Linked DNA regions of Mus musculus: regions 2, 3 and 4 are each linked to region 1. Evidence: chromatin contacts called from public Hi-C and promoter capture Hi-C data. All regions are on one chromosome and are shown on one strand. The core of a region is the stretch at or near the end of the contact, and the rest is flanking DNA. Distances in the headings are between cores, read along the strand shown. Region 1 holds the start of Twistnb (twist basic helix-loop-helix transcription factor 1 neighbor). Region 2 overlaps Hdac9 (histone deacetylase 9). Region 3 holds the start of Nampt (nicotinamide phosphoribosyltransferase). Region 4 overlaps Hdac9 (histone deacetylase 9).

The links. Promoter capture Hi-C pulls out the DNA fragments that hold promoters and counts their contacts. A called contact is a pair of places that touch in the nucleus more often than the background predicts.
Region 2: a contact with region 1 is called in a promoter capture Hi-C map of frontonasal cranial neural crest, with 9 times the contacts expected there. The contact joins the enhancer-like site here to the promoter of Twistnb in region 1. A contact is called at or near these places in 9 of 39 promoter capture datasets (the 3T3-L1 cell line, cranial neural crest, frontonasal cranial neural crest and 5 more).
Region 3: a Hi-C map of CD8 T cells shows a contact between it and region 1, with 2.3 times the contacts expected there. The contact joins the promoter of Nampt here to the promoter of Twistnb in region 1. A contact is called at or near these places in 7 of 39 promoter capture datasets (hematopoietic stem and progenitor cells, hippocampal neurons, liver and 3 more), 16 of 484 Hi-C or Micro-C datasets (CD4 T cells, CD8 T cells, the G1E-ER4 cell line and 8 more), 7 of 115 datasets of contacts at active chromatin or transcription factors (astrocytes, embryonic stem cells, epiblast stem cells and 4 more) and 2 of 9 other capture datasets (adipose tissue and liver).
Region 4: a promoter capture Hi-C map of maxillary cranial neural crest shows a contact between it and region 1, with 10 times the contacts expected there. The contact joins the enhancer-like site here to the promoter of Twistnb in region 1. A contact is called at or near these places in 9 of 39 promoter capture datasets (the 3T3-L1 cell line, the C10 cell line, the HPC-7 cell line and 6 more), 1 of 115 datasets of contacts at active chromatin or transcription factors (the 230-238 cell line) and 1 of 9 other capture datasets (adipose tissue).

What each region holds. Positions count from the first base shown.
Region 1 is chr12:33,428,225-33,431,205 of GRCm38.p6, reverse strand. It overlaps Twistnb (twist basic helix-loop-helix transcription factor 1 neighbor), which reads right to left and starts at 1,582. Exons shown (of 4, transcript NM_172253.2): 1 at 1,298-1,582. The coding sequence starts at 1,551.
Region 2 is chr12:34,201,168-34,204,195 of GRCm38.p6, reverse strand. All of the region lies in intron 23 of Hdac9 (histone deacetylase 9), which reads left to right. Among named protein-coding and RNA genes, the nearest start is that of Gm51984, 12 kb to the left of the region's middle. Within about 2 kb of position 1,390, at least 11 of the 459 cell types and tissues checked have an H3K27ac peak or open chromatin away from gene starts, as enhancers often do.
Region 3 is chr12:32,818,991-32,821,808 of GRCm38.p6, reverse strand. Nampt (nicotinamide phosphoribosyltransferase) reads right to left here and starts at 1,474. Exons shown (of 11, transcript NM_021524.2): 1 at 1,183-1,474. The coding sequence starts at 1,239.
Region 4 is chr12:34,381,941-34,385,048 of GRCm38.p6, reverse strand. The region is part of intron 13 of Hdac9 (histone deacetylase 9); the gene reads left to right. Among named protein-coding and RNA genes, the nearest start is that of Gm51984, 170 kb to the right of the region's middle. Within about 2 kb of position 1,293, at least 4 of the 459 cell types and tissues checked have an H3K27ac peak or open chromatin away from gene starts, as enhancers often do.

The DNA of each region.
Region 1 (2,981 bases), core at 333-2,832:
GTAGGAAATGCTTCCGAGAAGACTTAGCATTAACACTGCAGTCTCAATTCTATTTTTTATTATTATTATTATTTAAACAAAAAGAAGACAGACCTACTGATGCTTCCTTCAGTATTGCCCACAAGCCTAAAAACATAAACTATACAGGATAAATGGTACAAATAATACAGGACAATTAATATGACAATACAATTCCCAATATTTTCAATGTTTTATTGACTTTTTATTACTCTTAACTAATACTCAAGTAATACTGAAACCTAATTTGCATTGGAAAAAATAGGCTTCTTTTAGCATACCTTTAGCACAGTAACAAGGAGAGGTGTCCAGCTCAATTAAACAGTGTATTCTATTCTACATGGCTGCATTATCCAATTCTGTTACAGAAATGATCCGATTCTCGTCTGTAGTGTGGCTCCTATTATGCATCTTTAAATAACTTTTCCCCAATGAATGAAAAGCTGGTTAGACTACTTAACATAACTATGTTTCCATGCTTAGTGACCACCTTGGATGGTTAATGGGGCTGACTGCCAAAGTCCTCGAGAGTGGTAACTGCTTTGGATAATTTGCCCCAAAACAATCCCTGCAATTTCTGAAGTGTCATTGAATTACTAAAGACATCGATGTCATCTCAGGTATCTCTGAACCTTGCCCCCATTCCCGCCAAATTAGTTGTGAAGTGTTATGGCATATCATTTCCCATTGAAATTCTGAGATTTTCTTTTTCAAGGTATTCTTACTAGTGCTTAATATAAATGCACTGGTGTGTGTGTGTGTGTGTGTGTGTGTGTGTGTGTGTGTGTGAACTTTCTATTCCTACAAAAAATTAGGCTCGTCGTTCATCCCCAATTAGCGCCCCCCGGGGGGACGGGGAACAATGAAATTACAAACAAACCTGCCTATGTTTTGCAATGAACCGGCTTCCACATTAGGAGAATAATACTGACAGCAAATTTTCATTATTAGGTGAGAACACACCCGGAAGTGATTAAACGAAACGTTTAATACCCAAAGCTCAGCCTGGTGGGTTTCTAGACACCGGGCACCTCTAGTCTCCACACGGGGAGTGCTTTTAGCACTGCAGCAGCCGCCACTCACACCACACCAGCCAGTTTCATCCCCAGGAACCGGGCCACTGCATCCAGGCCAGCGGCGCCGAAGGCGACGGTAGACGCCGGGGCTAAGGTTCACGAAGCTCGTGCGACTTTACTTCCGCGGCGCCGTGGGGTTACGGAGCTGAGGGCCCGTTGGCCAGCAGAGACGGGGCTCCCGGGAGGACGCGGCGACATCTTACCTCTCGGAGTAGCGCAGGAGCTCGGCGTCCAGCTGCTCGCGGATGCCCGTGCGCTTCCTGCTCAGGTAGCGGGGCGACAGGGCGATGTGCCTGCGGTGCGGGGCAGCCACCAAGCACGAATAGCGGCTGCCCACCAGCGCGCACGCCGCCGCGTAGCTCGGCAACTCCAGGCAAGGCAGGACCCCGGCCTGACCCGCCACGGGCCTCTCGGAGGCCGCCTGGGACCGCTGAGACTCCACAGATCCCGCAGCCATGAGGCTTGGCTGGGTGCTTCGGGGCGCGCACGGATGACGCAAGCATTCCTCCCGCCTCACCTCTGAGTGTTGATGATGGCTGACATCATCAAAAGGCGACCGACCGCGGCCTGGGGATTTTTAATCTTCTAAAGCTGCATTATAGAGGTTTGACCAGCAGAGGGCTGCTGCTCTTTCCCGAGTCCAGATAAACCTCTGAGGCCGTGTACCTATAGAGCATGTGTGATATCCAGAGGCGGTTCTCTGATATCTATAGGCAGATGTTCATCACTTCAAAGTATGCTCAGTTATGGAGCGAAGCTTGAATTTATTGAATTTATTGATCTGGGCACCTAAGTATAAAAAGGCAGAGGCCCAAAATAGCTTGTTTTGTTTTGTTTTGTTTTTTAAGCTCCCAGTTTCTTTCAATACTGGGTCAAGGCCTAGTGAATTAATGGTTTGAGCTTTTGTTTTGTTTTGTTTTGTTTTGTTTTAATTCTTTTGGTTTTCTGTTTTTGTTTTGTTTTTAGACAGTATCTCTCCATGTAGCCTTGGGTGACTTGAAACTCGCTATGTAGACCAAGCTGGTTTGGTTCTAACATTTAGATATTTGCCTGCCTCTGCCACAAGAGAGCTGGGATAAAAAGCACGAGCCACTACTCCCAACTGAGTATTGTCTTTATTGGATTCAGCATGGCTATTGATAGGAGTGCCCGGTTCCAGCTGCAATGAGGCCTGATACATTGTTATGCGCCTGAGCTGTTCAATAAGGAATCAGAAACATTCGTGGAGATTTTCACTGCTGAACCCAATCATACACCGCAGCAGGCCACAAATTGCAAAGGCAACATCTGAACTGCTAACACCATACCTCTCCAATCTAGGGTCCCTCTGCCTTCTGCTATATCACAGTGAGAGTGTTGTGACATGTTTTTCAAATGGCTAAGCCCAGCTACCAGCTTTGACCTTCTTTTGTATACCCAGACATCAACCATATCAGCACAAGGGTTTGTATTGCCCAAGGGATAAAAAAGAAACCTTCATTTGGACCGTGATGTCCTAACAACCCAAACTGTTCCTCTAGCTCTTACAACCCTCCACCTTCTTCAACTATGATCTCTAAGCCTTGGGTGCAGGAACTGTGCACATCTTGGGCTGCAAAATGTTGGTTTAAAAAGCCCAGCTTCATAAAAAACTACCTACCTTGGCTACCTGATGAAGGGAAGCAAGAGGAGCCCACCGCAGAATAGCATTGTTACCATCCTTCAGATTCCAATGCCAAAGACTAAGACAGCTGTATATTGCTGGCTCTGAATATCAGAGTTTATGGAAATAGCAAGGCCTGTCTATAGACTAGCACAAAGCAGATACTAAGCCCCTAATCTGGACTAATACTAAACAAAAGGCATTTGAGGCCTTAAAAACAGCTCTGACTTCCACACCAACCCTAG
Region 2 (3,028 bases), core at 141-2,640, 770 kb before region 1:
TTGATACCCTTAGAATTTCTGCTCTTTGACCCTGAGAGAAAATTGATCTTATGCACACCTGTCTTCCTCTCAAAGCTTGCAAACTTGATTTCGAGCTGAGCATCAAAGAGATATGATATTATTAGACAGTATGGAGCTCAAGTTAACAGAGACCAGAAAATATCTTGCTGTCCTAAAGTTGGAAATGAATGGTGTCTTTAGTGGACAACTTCTTAAAGGAATTCAAATGCTATCATTTACTTTTAAAATTTATTTTAAAGGGTCAGATATACTATTAAAAATTAGAGAAAATATTTTTCTTTCCCTAAATGAGTTCTAAAGCCTAAAATTTTCAGGAATTTGTACAATAATTAAACAATTTTCCAAGTAATAAGGGGTAGTTAAAAGAATGGCTATATTTAACTACCATGTTTCTTTAACCATTTTTTTATAAGACAGGTCAGTTGTGTGCTTAACAATGATATGTTTTCATTTTTAACATGAAAACTGAATTACAAAGCTCACATCTTGTATAAAATCCTCCCAATTTGTATGAGGATCCCTGAGACACCGGGACTAGAAATCCAGTCTGTAAAACATTATTGTGAAGGTTTTTCCAGGCTAGAAATAGCAGATTCATTGGACTGACAGGTTAAATGATTTTACTGTTATGCAGTATCTGTGATATAACCAGAATGAAAGATTAATATATTGTAGAAATGATGATGTTTCACCATTGTTTTGTCTTGTTTCGCCTTGTTTTGCTTTCAAAGTTCTATTGACTATTTGAAGACTTTGCTGCATTTACAGCCAAGGGAAAGCTCTGGTCTGGCCTAAACTAAACTCACTCAGCCAACAGCTCCCACAGTACAATGTCTTTGATTCTTAGTGTGGCTGTTTAAAAAAAAAAAAAAAGTTCTTTTCTCATTCCATGATTTTACATCTAAAGCTTGCCAAAACTAGATATATTGGGATGATAACTAACATGGGAAAAACAGAGCATTACAATATACCATGAGTATAAATTTGTAGTCCTTTTGTGAGAACTAAATAAATATTATGATTTACTATGGGGAATTTATTCATTGACTTCCTCCAGTGGGGAAATCATACTCCTGAAATTTCGTCTTCTCCAGGAGCCTGAAGGGCAGGCAGGTTTGAGAGACGCACATGATGTAGTGGCAGCATTTTCAGGGACAGTTCCAATATTTGTGGGGCACAAACACCTGGATGGTGGACTCAGTTTTCCAACTTTTATCCCCATGATTTGATGTTATGGATGAAACTTGCAAATCAACATCTGTTCTCATTTACGTAGGCATTTAAACTCCTCTGGCACCCCTCGGGAAGGCAAAAGCTTAGCCTTGTATCTGGTAGAAATCTGCCCATCTTTCTTGTGGGCACAGCAGAAGTGGGTGCTGGTTGTCTAAACGCATTCAGAGGAACAGATTGATGGAAAGCCACATGGAAGACAGTGTGTGTATGAACTGCAAGAGGAAGATGGTAAAAAGCATTCCTACCATAGTGGCTCATATTTCATAATACAGGAACCATGAAGAGAGATTAATGATTGAGTCTGTCTTGAAGCTCAGCAGAATTTTAAATCTATCCACATCTCAAATTGAGGACATTTTACTTTTAAAACACATTCATATATTATCTTCTGTGATAAAGGGATATGCCTTATTGCACTTAAAATCAAAATGTTGGATTCCTTAGGATGTGAATTTTTGGCTGGGTCACACATTCATGAAATAATAGCAGTATTGAAGTTACCGATGTAGACTGAATTTGAGAAACAAATGAACACTTTTAATGAAACAGGAGCCAAACGCAAAAAAATTAAAATGTGGCTTGTTCAAAACCTGATATGGAATAAGATGAGTGTAAGTTGAAATATGTTCTCTCCTCTGTACCTCCAGTTTTAGACACTGTCTTTTAGATGCTCTGCTGCTCCAGTCTGACTTAATGCTTGCCAGTCCCTACCCCAGACACATTTCTGTCACTTTAACCTTTTGGGTGTTCAGAAATTCTACAGTAAAAATATCATTTCAGAAATATAACATCTCTCCAGCAAATATAATTACGCTCGGTGACCCAGCAGGTGGAAAAGATGAGGGTGAGTCGTATCAACCTCTTTATGCAGCACATTAATTTCTACAGAGAACTAAACTCTGCCCAAGGTATGCGAATATATTCCATTCTGTTGAGGGTTTTTTTTTGTTTTTTTGAAAATGTAAAATTAAACAATTATATGATAAGCCATTGCTCCTTAATTTGCAGTACCGCTTTCAATATCTTGTCTTTGTTGTAGAAGAGCATGTAAGACCCAATAGGGTCAATAGGCTTGGGAAGCTACAAGGTAGGAAAGGCTTCATGCTATGGTCAAGGGCAAACACAAAATCCTGGATCAAGAAGGGCTCACGAGATGCAACCTGAAATTTTCTTCTCTCGTAATCTTTGGTGAAGTGTATTGTCTTATAAAATGTCTGCATGCTCTCCTTGGGAAGGACTTCTAACTGTAACTGAACCACAAGGCTGCCCCCTGGTGCTTTATGTATTGTTTAATTGTTTGCCTTTGGTGAATGTTTTTATTAAAAGCCCATTATTTAGAGTAGGACCAAAGTGTCACTTTAAGAACAACAGAGGCAGAGCTGTTCAGCGGAATAGTTCCTTTTCATGGGTGTGTTTAATGCACACTGGATGCAGCTAATGAGCTGAAATTTCTTCTTGTAATACTTCAAAAAGAGCAACAACAACAACAAACAAAATTCTCCTTTTTTTATTTTCCTCTAATAAAAGGTGACTGGATTGGCTGTAAGAGCCATACTTGAGGATGGCTGTGCCCCAGCCAGGAGACGAGAACGGTGTCTGTCTGTGGTCATCTGCTCTGTCTGCCTCTGTTGTAGGGGATTTTGTTTCCAGTCACATACACTTCTCTGCACGTGGCCCTGGGATCATGGGAGGCAATGAAGTATGTGAGTTTCTCGGAGTGTTTACCAGGCCCTTTTGTGTTTCAGTGTATATCTGAGTGGGAGAGATAGGCCTT
Region 3 (2,818 bases), core at 225-2,724, 610 kb after region 1:
GCTCTCTGAGTTCAAGGCCAGCCTGGTCTACAAGGCAGGTTCTAGGACAGCCAGGGCTGCTACACAGAAACTCTGCCTCAAAAAACTAAAATGAAGTAAAATGAAATTCCATGCGAAAGACCACCTGTTGATAAATCTTGGACCCTTTAAAATGAAAAATTACTTACTTACAATAGTTTACCAAAAAAAAAAAAAAAAAAAAAAAAAGGACAAACTAGTATGTAAGCAAATGGGACTCTGAAACATTCAGATTACAGGGCTACAAAAAGTAAAAAGCAAAGAACCAAAACAAAACCACGAGAGTACTACGCCTAAATCGCTACTCAAAACCATCACGATGTTCAAGTAAATACTAAACTTGAAAGCTAAAATTTAATCTGTTCTCGCGAGGGTCCTACTAGTCTGACATTTTATCTTTTAAGCGTCTTGGCTAACAAACTTAACTGAAGATCAGTGCAGTTCATTTCACAGTGTGTATGGGGGGGGGGGGCGGGCGGGCATTTCTTCATCATTCCTCTCTTGGCTAAGGTGCATATCAAATGGAATTAGTGCAAGAGTCAACTCAATAGGCACCTTAAAGCAATGTGCCATTTTACTCTCCCCACAAATTCTCCAGGGTTATAACTCCAGTTCCTTTAACTCTTGGTGTTTCACTTTCCATTTCACAGAAATCACGTAGTTGATCCTGGAGAGCCAGAGCACACTGGCCTCTGCAACCAGGGGGCAGGCACGTGAATGATCCCTAGGTGCAAGGGAGTTGGAAATGCAACCCCACCGAGTGGGACAGCTGAATCAGACGCGGCTCCCGGGGCCGGGTTATCCTCCGCGCTGGGACCACTGGCTGGGTGAGGGGCACACCGCCAGGACCTCTCCCCGAGCTCCCCGGGGCAGGACCGTACCTGCCGAGCCAGGGGCTGTTACCTAACCGGCCCGATCGTCCCACGGTCTCATCCAGTCCTCCCTGTCCCAGAGCCAAGGCCGCCGGCGGCTACGGTAGCTGCAGCGTGCGCCCATCCCGCCGAGCCTCCGGCCGCGCCCCCGCCGCGGCGTAGGCCCCGCCTCCGGCCCGCGCCTCCATCCTTCAGCCACCGCGTTGCGGCTCCTCCACCTGCCCCATCCCGCCGCGCCGGCTCCCGCCGCCCCGGGCCCGGAGACCCCCCCCCCCCCCCATCGCAACTCCACCTTGTACGAGTCGGTGGCCAGCAGGATGTTGAACTCGGCTTCTGCCGCAGCATTCATCTCGGGCCGGAGCGGAGACGCCGCGCCACGAGCTGCCCGGCGCGGCTGCGAGCAAGGAGAAAAATGGGCTTCGCTGCGCTCCGTTGCTTAAGTCACCGCTCGCTCGCAGGGGGGCGGGAGAGCAGGGAACGGAGCGCGGGGAGGGGCCGGGAGGGCGGGCAGGTCCGTGACGCGGCGGTGGAGGCTAGCGCGCTCCCCTGCCCAGCGCGCTCCGGCGGCTTTCCCGGCGGCTCCGCGCCCCGCCCATCCCGGGGACAAGGGGCGGGGCACGGCTGCGCGTGCGCAGCGCAGGGGCGGGGGGGACTGAGGAGGACGTGAGGCACGCGCTCTGCCTCAGCTGCGCCCGCCCCGGGCCTAAAGCCGACCGTCACCCCAGCGCGTGACCTGGGCGCCTGCCTCTGAGGGGCGTGGTCTGATGCAGGGGCGTGGCTTGGCGTTCCCAGCCTCGCCCCTCCTGCCGGGAGTCTCTTTGCCCGCCCCAACCCGGACCTTCCTCTTGTCCTACCCAGTCCCTGCTCGTCCTGAGAGTCTTGTTGGAGTCACGCCACCAGCTAAGGCCAAGGAGCCACCCACTGTCGTCTCCCTGTTCCCGCACGCGCTGAATTACCTTTGTCTCCCGCTTGGACGATGGATGGAATCTTTGGTCCCCATCCGTCTTGTGGATTCCGATCCTCTAGATTTTCCTTTAAAATCAGAGGAGCTGCTTGCGGTCTGAGTTGCCCTGGCGCGTGGACTTGCTTTTCTCCGCGCTCAGTCTGTAGCTGAGCTCTTTGATCCTTTGAAGGCTGACTTTTCCTGGAGAAAAGCCTTTGCGTCTTAGGGAAAGGTTAAATTCAACCCTCTCAGACAATGTAGGGACAAGACCAAATTGAATCTAATATTGTTGGGAAGTAAAAGGCATACAGCCAAGTCTTATACAGTGGATCTGTTTTTTGGTTTTTTGTTTTCCTTTAAATCATTAAATCGTGGGGGAAAGAGCTAGTAACCTCCCAAATAAGCGAAGTGACGTCTGATGACGTCACCCAACTTCCATGAGCCTGTCCTCTTGTTCAGTTTTCACATACAGAGTTGCAAATTTGTTTTGCATAGAACTAAAATTCCCTTTGCATGTTTAATAGCATTTAAGAATTCTAAGATTTAGGCTTTGTTGTTGTTTTGTTTTTATGGAATACAAGTAGCAGGGGGAAATCGGTATAACTAAACTGGCACAGACTGCATCAAGTTAGTAGCTTCCTTTTGCCTTTGACTTCTCAACAATGTTAGATTCAGTTTGGTCTTGTCCCTTCATCGTCTGAGAGGGTTCAATTTAACCTTCCCCTTAAGACACAAAGGACTGTTGAGACTTTTCTCCAGGAAAAGTCAAACAGCTTTCAAAGGATCCAAGAGCTCAGCTACAGCATCCATTCATCTACAATTGACCGCCATTTTAGGCTGTTTTATGCGGGGGGTGGGGGGTGGGTGGGGGGTGGAGGTGGGGGTGGGGATAAGATTCTAATTACAAAGTAGTCTTTGTTCACGGTAGTGTTTTCTAAAAACAAAATTTGATCTTGCAATCTTTCAGTTTTTTTCCCTGTATAAA
Region 4 (3,108 bases), core at 44-2,543, 950 kb before region 1:
CCCATTATACTAAGCAGACCACCACTGAATTCTCACTTTGGGTAGACACTTCCTTAAAGCCAATCTTCCTCATCCAGTGTCTTCCAAGGAGGAAGAGAGGGCGACTCACATAGTAATACTTTGTACTGAACATCAGAACAAAGGCTGAGAGGATGGAAATTGAACTTTTTAAAGGAAATAACATTTGAGATTTGATTAGTTACCTCCTTTGATTATTTTGTGTCTAGAACCTTTTCTTTCTTTCTTTCTTTTTTTACTGTTCTTTCACTTTTTTCTTTTTCTTTTTTTTTTCTTTTTTCTGGCTCTATGATAAATGTCTTACTCATTCCTTTTGGCTGGATATCAGCCAACACATTTTTAAAAACAAATATAATTCAAGAGATGATATCTTATGTATGTCAAGGTTCAGCCTAGATATAAGCATTTATTATTTATTTATTACCATGATACTTAGGCATTTTGACATGAGTACTATTTTATCATAATAAAGATATGTCCAAGACAAGACCAATAAATTGAAGGCCAAACAGATGTTCTGTGTTGCTTTATTAAAGCAGGTAGATGTTCTCTTTTGACAAGTAAGGCAAAATATGATTGTGTTCAACTCTAAAAGCTGAACAAGGAATTTCCTTAGCATTTTGGGAGAGACTGTGACCCTCAATTCAAGTAGCATATGTTCCATTCATTCCTTTTATTGTAATTGTATTAATCAGTGTTACATATCCCCCATGTTCCCTAATGTTTTATGACCATTGCCTGTCCCTAGTTATCCTCAGCAACCGGAGAGTACATTCTTTCATCTTAGTGGTCACATGCAAATGTGACATGTGTGTATTTCCTTCCTGAATTGAGTGTTAATATAGGATTACTGTTTGCACTATTGGAAACAGCATGCATTTTACCAAAACTATTTTGAAGATCACCAATCCTATAGACATCTATATCTTAAAATATCAGTTTATGAAACCATAGCTCATATTCATAAGCAAATCTGTTCTTCATATTAGGTTTATTATAACAAGCATAATACTGTCTCTGATTACTTATGAGATTAAAATTTGAAGCATAATTTAAGGCCTGTACCCATCTCAGACCTGGGTTTTGAATCTATCATTCCTGGGATAACTTCTGCTTTCTTTTCTGTGGTGTGCATCTCCCCATTGTCTGTTCCCCTAGCTTAATAAGCTTAATATGTAAATAGACCAGCTCTCTTTTACATACAGTGTCTAGTATGAGCCAAACTCTCCATGCCAGCGTCTTTCTATGCATTATCCTTTCAACAACCACCAAGAATATTAATTTTCCAACAATTTCATTGAGTTGAGCAAGTTGTCATTGCTTCCTGTCCACAGAACTAGAGTCAGTTCTCCACTGTTGTGTGAGTGATCTTAGTCGGGTTCCTGTCACTAAGCAGATGGTTTTATATCACAAAGCTACAGATCTCACATTTCAGAGCAAAACAGACAAATATTTTCAAAAGCAAGGTTACCCTGTGATATTTTGTGTTGCTGTAGATTTGCCAGGATGAAGAAACCTTATTTCCCCACACTGTGTCTAGCCTCCTGCACATTGCCTTCCATTCAGGTACTCACACGCTTGCCAGTCCTCATATATGGCCTTGGTGGTGGGACTCGAGGGTGTCTTGTTGGAGCACGGCTTGCAGACGGCTCATAATACATGTGTGTGGTGCCAAGTTCAGCTGCAGCTGGGTCACATTGTGCTTCCTTCTTGAATGCATGCTGCCACATGATCATGTTTTATGTTGGACAGACTTTCTTCTTACAGGAGTTCTGCACAAGCCCAAGGCTGAAAGTTGACTGACTTCATCCTGTTCTACAGAAATGCAAATGCTGGCATCTCCTCTCTGGGTGGATGGAAAATGCCTTGTTTTAAGTCTTAAAAACCTGATGAGCAGAACTTGAACAGCGCTTTCATTTAGGAAAGTAGGCATTACTCTTGTCAGGGTTCATTTCTCTCGAGCCAGCTGACAGCTTGTTTCTAGGCAGAGTCTTTTAATCACCAATTTAGGATTACATTTTGCCCATTAGACGGGTTGTATCTTCAAAAAATTCGCACACATTGAAGGCAGTTTTTATTACAGTAAAAAGCCCCCTCGCTTATTTATCTACCAATTGAAGTTTATAAAAGAAACTTTGACTTTTCTCTTAAATAGATTCTGTTTTGTCATAATTAGGCCAATAAAAATAGATCCTTATAGGTATGTAGTGTGCTTTAAAAAAAAACACTTATGCTACAAAACCAGCTGACATCACCATGCAAAATTTTGAATAAAAGCATTTCAATATGTAATTACAACTTGATGGTTTCTAACATACAGAAAAATGCTTGTTGCTTTATTATTAGATATGATGAAATCTTGGGTTTGGAAATGGAGCTAAATGACCCTTCCAGTGGATTAATGTCTACTCTTCATAAGTTCTCCACTGATGCTTTCCTCACTGCAGGCTCAAGGGAGGGCCTCAACCTTTATTTTTCAATCTGCACTTTTAATCTCCTCAGAGGCACTTTTACTGAATGAAAAATAAAATAGCCTAATAGGACTATGAGGTCAGAGCACAGGGTAAAGGGAATTGTCTGGGGAACACAACCATGGGACTAGCTTGACTGATGTTGATTCCAGGCCGGTCAGAAAGAGAACACTGCTCATTAATATGGTTGCTTCTCAACTTTGACACAGAGTTTCGTTTGACAGACTCAAATAACTAAGTCTTGACAAGGAGTTTTTAATATAGCTTAAGTGTTATATTGAATTGAGAACAATAAATGCCCAGCAGTTTCTTTCTTAGGGTTCAAGTACCTTTTAACTCACCAAGTTTGTTCCACTTTTCCTGTAGCCCTTAGCTGTTTCTATGTGCTCTTTAAACATGAGTGGCCCTAGGATCCTGAAATATCATTTGTTCTAAACTATTCCAGTTTCCCTAGGATGAGTCTCACCCAGATTCCCAGTCCTCCACCCCACATATTCCTTCACCCATTCACTAATAATCATATCATTCAGCCATAAAGCCTCAAGGCTACAAAATTGGTGCTGGCACATAAGAACTAATGATGTGCCACAAATGATTTAGCTATTTACAACCATTGTGG